2 separate regions of the Triticum aestivum genome follow, and region 2 is linked to region 1. Evidence: chromatin contacts called from public Hi-C data. All regions are on one chromosome and are shown on one strand. The core of a region is the stretch at or near the end of the contact, and the rest is flanking DNA. Distances in the headings are between cores, read along the strand shown.

Region 1 (2,743 bases), core at 169-2,668:
ATGCCATCCCCTCTTCGCATCAGCTCGAGACGGTGTTCCTCTCCTATGCACGATGTGAGCCTAGATGGGAGAAAACAGTCGATTCGGCCATTCCGGCTGGGCCTGGCTCAGAGGTGTTTTAAGAAGTGTGCAATGCGAGCCAAACAATGAAAACAGGAAACCAAACGGGCCAAATTTGCATCCAACAAGTTTAGTTGAGCCTAATGAAGATAACCAAACGCATCATTAGTGTGCCCGATTTGGGGTACGCCGATTGAAGATGCCCTGAGTGGAGTTGTGCACCAAAACAAACAAAAGAAAGCAAAGCAAAGAGATATTATCTTCTTGTGGGCTTATTGGCCCCCTCATATTTTTTGTCAAATGTTGACCGTATGTAAACTAAAAAAAATATAAATTATACGATACAATAAGTATATTATTGGATTTGTATTTGAAAAAGGTTTTCCATAGTATATTTTTGTGACTTATAGTTTACATTTTATTAGAAATTAATAGTCAAATTTTAGCATAAAATAAGAAGGGCCCCACAAATACCTGATGGAGGTAGTACAAAATAAAAGCTGGCTGCATACGTACTCTCTTTGTCCTTGAAAAAAATGTACTTTCAACTTTGTTGGAAAATCAAACTTTTTTATGTCAGACCGTATTTATACAATAATACACCAATATTTATGCCATCAAATTAGTAGCATTAGATTCATAATAAAATATATTTTCAGCATATACCTATTTGGTTTCACTAACATTGATATATTTTCCATAATTTTGGTCATACTTTTAGATAGTTTGGCCCTCCAATAAAGTTAGGAGTATAGTTTTTGAAGGATGAAGGTAGTAGATTTTTTGTTGTTGCAATATACTCCCTTTGTTCCTAAATATAAGTCTTTTTGACATTTCAAATGGACTACAACATACGGTTGTATGTATATTTTAGAGTGTAGATTCACTAATTTTGCTCCGTATGTAATCAATGTTGGAATTTCTAAAAATACTTATACTCCCTCCGTTCCTAAATATAAGTCTTTTTAGACATTTCAAATAAATTACAACATACGGATGTATGTAGACATATTTTAGAGTATAAATTCACTCGTTTTGCTTTACATGTAGTCGCTTGTTAGAATCTCTAAAAATACTATATTTGGAAACGGAGGGAGTATTTGGGAATCGAGGGAGTAGATTTTTGGGTCTTCCGGACCAGCTCAAATTTCAAACTTCAAACGGGCCTGACGACACGGCTGCCTGCCACTCACAGTGATCGCATTGGACCGACCTGTGGGTCCGCTTCACTTTTTTCCGGGAAGAAGGGACCCTCTCCGCGGCAACGTGTAACGCGGCAAGGTCACGGAGCCGTGAGCGAGCCGTAACGGTTCCGTGGGTCGCGCCCGTTCCCCATCATCATAACCTGCGTACCGGTACCACCGGCACCTACCCCCAGCGGCCAGCGAGCGGGGGTAACGTCGTCACCCTAACGCCGCCGCCGTGGCCGGGAGCGGAGCCCGCGGCGCAGCCCTAACGCCGCCACCCCATGGCCTCCTGCGACGACGACTTCGGCCTCCTCGGTGACGACGCCCACCCCGCTCCCCAGCCTTCCGCCCAGCCGGCCCCGCCGCAGCAGGCCCAGGGCTTCTGCCTCGTCGAAGCCTCGGCCGCGGGCTCCGGCGCCGGCCCCGGCCCCTTCGCGCCGGCCCGGGAGGAGGGCAACCACAGCTCCGACCGCGGGAAGGCGTCGTACCACACCAAGCGGCGGAGGGACCGCCCGGAGGAGTTCAGCGATGGGGGCGAGTACTGCTCCTACATCAGCGGCGGGGGGAGGAAGGGCCGTGGCGGCGGCGTCTCGTCGGACTACCGGAAGGATCGGGAGGAGTGGACGGACGGCGCCATCAGCAGTCTCCTCGACGCATACATGGACCGGTTCGAGCAGCTCAACCGAGGGAATCTCCGGGGGCGGGACTGGGAGGACGTCGCCGCTGCCGTGACCGACGGGCAAGGCAAGAGCAGCGGGGGCAAGAGCGTGGAGCAGTGTAAGAATAAGATCGACAACCTCAAGAAGCGGTACAAGGTAGAGTGCCAACGCATCGCCGGCTCCGCCTCGGCCAGCCTCTGGCCCTGGTACAAGCAAATGGAGCAGATTATGGGCAACTCCCCATCGCCCGGCACCCCCAAGCCGCCGCCGGCCACCAACGACGATAAGCCGCGGCAACAGCAGCAGCACAGCAACAAGAGGTGGCTCCATTTGACATCTTTTCTCTCATTAATTTGCGGATCTAATGGTCGAGAGTCTAGAGACGAGCTGATGCTTATCCTTGCAGGTACCCTTCTTCCGGCACTGGCCACGCTACCACCATGGTTCCTTATTCCAGATCCACTCCTCTCTCGAATCCGAAATGGAAAAGGGTACTTCTGAAGATTGGGGGCACTGCATTGGCTGGAGAAGCTCCTCATAATGTTGACCCTAAGGTAGTATTTGTTAGATATGCACAGATCTTGTTCATTGCTCTCCTGAATATTTCACACAGAGCCTTGTGACCTTGCCAGGTGATCATGCTGATTGCCAGAGAAGTTCAAGTGGCATGCCGCCATGGTGTTGAGGTAAATAGAACACATTCATTCTACTATTCTAGACTTCCATTTTGTAAATATCAAGCGATACAGGCCAAGCTAATATTGCATTTTGTCCAATCAGGTGGCTATTCTCATGGGAGGTCGGAATGTATTCTGCGCTGACTCTTGGGTTGCTGCC
Region 2 (2,700 bases), core at 156-2,655, 180 kb after region 1:
GGTTATGGGCAATTTGAGCAACTGGAATTGGATGGTCAGGATATCCTCAACACTGTTATCGATTAAATGGATTTTGGTTTTATTAGTAATTGGGATATGAGAATTCGTTTGCAGAACCATTTCATCAACAACCAACTTTTGTAGTAATTTTGCATCGAACTCCTTGGTTGTAAGGGAAAAAAAATCAGCTTTTCGCAAAAAATATAAACTTAGAACTACCACAAAAACCATATTGCATATAGTATAGTCTTCTCATTTGCTTTCTATTATGATCTTGCCGGTACATTCAATGCACCGACCTACACGGCTGCAACGTCTCATGTTGCGGATACTTCTTCGACGAGTAAGAGTTGCGATATAGGGTTACGGTCTACACTCAACTTGTCGTTGGCGTTGATGGGACTCCACATCGGTTTGACGGTTTTAGCTGAGACATATGAGGTATATATCAGTTTTACGTTACTTATACATGTGATTGCACTTTGATATATACATTGATGTACTGTGTGTGCCAGCATATTGATCTAGGGATGGCACAGATACACAGGGACTTGGCCATTTTCGGGTCGGGTCGCTACATACTCTAAAATCCCCAAAACCCTAGAGGAGTCCACGAAATACTTTTTCCGCCGCCGGAAGTTCCAGAACCACGAAATCCAATCTAGAGGCCTTTTCCGGCACTCTGCCGGAGGGGGTAACGATCATGGAGGGATTCTTCATCATCCTTGCTGCCCCTTCGATTATGCGTGAGTAGTTTACCAGAGACATGCGGGTCCGTAGTTAGTAGCTAGATTGGTTATTCTCTCTTTTTGATCTTCAATACAATGTTCTTCTTGATGTTCTTGGAAATCTATTTGATGTAATGACTTTTTGCGGTGTGTTTGTTGGAATCTGATGAATTGTGAGTTTATGATCAGATCTATCCATGAATATTATTTGAGTTTTCTCTTAACTAATTTATGCATGATTGTTATAGCCTTGTATTTCTTCTCTGAATTATTGGTTTGGTTTGGCCAATTAGATTGGTTTTTCTTGCCATGGGAAGAGTTGCTTTGTGATGGGTTCGATCTTGTGGTGCTCAATTTTAGTGATAGAAAGAGACATGACACACATATATCATTGAACATATAAACCCTCAAGAACTGCTAGGCACGAGGAAGCCATCCACGTCGCCCCGTATAGCGTTGTGCTGTGTGTAAATTCGCCCCGTATTGAACATATAAACCCTCAAGAACTGCTAGGCACGAGGAAGCCATCCACGTCGCCCCGTATAACGTTGTGCCGTGTGTAAATTCGCCCCGTATAGCGTTGTGCCACCGCGTGTAAAATCGATGTCCTCCCAGGGGCATTTTTGTCATTTCATGCATTGAACATATAAAGGCCAGACAACGCAGTGAGCGAGCAGAACGAAGCTAGCCCGTGACCTAATCCGCCACCAACCGCAGACGCCTCCGCCTCTCCTGCCGCCGCCGCCTCCTCCTCTCCTGCTGCCGCCGCCTCCTCCTCTCCTGCTGCCGCCGCCTCCTCTCCTCCACTTCTCTCCTCCTCCCGTCGAAGACCTAGCGCGTGGTCGTTGTTGCCACTCGCCCCTCTCCTGCTCCCGCGTCTTCGACCCCACCCTCGCCAGCTCCCGATGCTCTGTCGAGTGGAGAAGAGGGGTGCGGCAGAGAAGGAGACCAGAGGATGGCGATGGGGGAAGGAGCAGCAGGGTTGGAGCACCCTGGCCATCGTACCCATCCCCAACGCCTCACCCGCTTCCTCCGCACCTCGCCCCGTTCCCCTCCTTCCCTGCTCTCCACTACGCCTCCTCCTCTCCTTCAGTTTTCTCTTCGATGACGCTGCCAAAGAAAGTGCACACGAGCGGTGGATCCGTGCCAGAGAAGGGTGGCGGTGACTTCGCTCCGGTCATGGTGGGGTGCAGCCGCCGGGAAGATAAAGTAGGTCTCCCGCCCGTCTCCGCCTCTCACCGCGCCCTTTCTTGTTGGTTGCTTGTTGGTTCGCTGATGAGGAATGCTGGATGCAGGGTGGGGACTTGTTGGTGAGCTGCTACTACATCGACTGCGGCATGAACGAGTTCGCAATATTGCCGGCGCAGGTGAGCTACCTATCTGCTTAACTGCTCTTATTAATTCCTTAAGTGAATATTCAGTCATTCGCTGCTTTGTTGTGCTGCTAATGCGTTTATCTGAACTGAATCCGGCGATGCATTATCAGAGGATCCCGCTTTGGTTTCTTTATAAATATCTGATAATCATATACTCCATCCGTCCCATAATATAAGAGCGTTTTTGACACTCGGCCGGAGTAATAGTTTGACTATACTGAATTCGCTTGTCTGAAATCATTCAGTAACATTTCTTAGCTGAATATTCTGTCATTCGCTGCTTACTTGTGGTGTTAGTTAGTTTGTCTGAACTGAATCTGCCGATGCATTATCTGAACCCACTTTCATGTCTCTCTACACATGGTCATACAATAATTCCCTTGGTTGAATTCTGATTAAACAATTTGCCTACTCTGTTTGGTTTGATTGGGATACCCTCATGGATAAAAGGTAATATTTTATTGATTGGAGCACTTTGTTTGTAAAATGACAGTCTCTTGTGTTCCTACTCCACGGCTGTATTCCAACACCCCTTCAGACTTTCATTTCAAGCTTGAAAGGTGAGCTTACTGCCATGGTTTATTTCTCTTCCTTGC

Evidence for each region. A called contact is a pair of places that touch in the nucleus more often than the background predicts.
Region 2: a Hi-C map of leaf shows a contact between it and region 1, with 4 times the contacts expected there. The contact joins the promoter of LOC123189130 here to the promoter of LOC123189128 in region 1. A contact is called at or near these places in 3 of 5 Hi-C or Micro-C datasets (leaf and root).

What each region holds. Positions count from the first base shown.
Region 1 is chr2A:506,326,409-506,329,151 of IWGSC CS RefSeq v2.1, forward strand. LOC123189128 reads left to right here and starts at 1,419. Exons shown (of 7, transcript XM_044601465.1): 1 at 1,419-2,226; 2 at 2,313-2,460; 3 at 2,539-2,592; 4 at 2,687-2,743. The coding sequence starts at 1,529.
Region 2 is chr2A:506,510,727-506,513,426 of IWGSC CS RefSeq v2.1, forward strand. LOC123189130 reads left to right here and starts at 1,406. Exons shown (of 9, transcript XR_006495597.1): 1 at 1,406-1,937; 2 at 2,024-2,095; 3 at 2,598-2,664.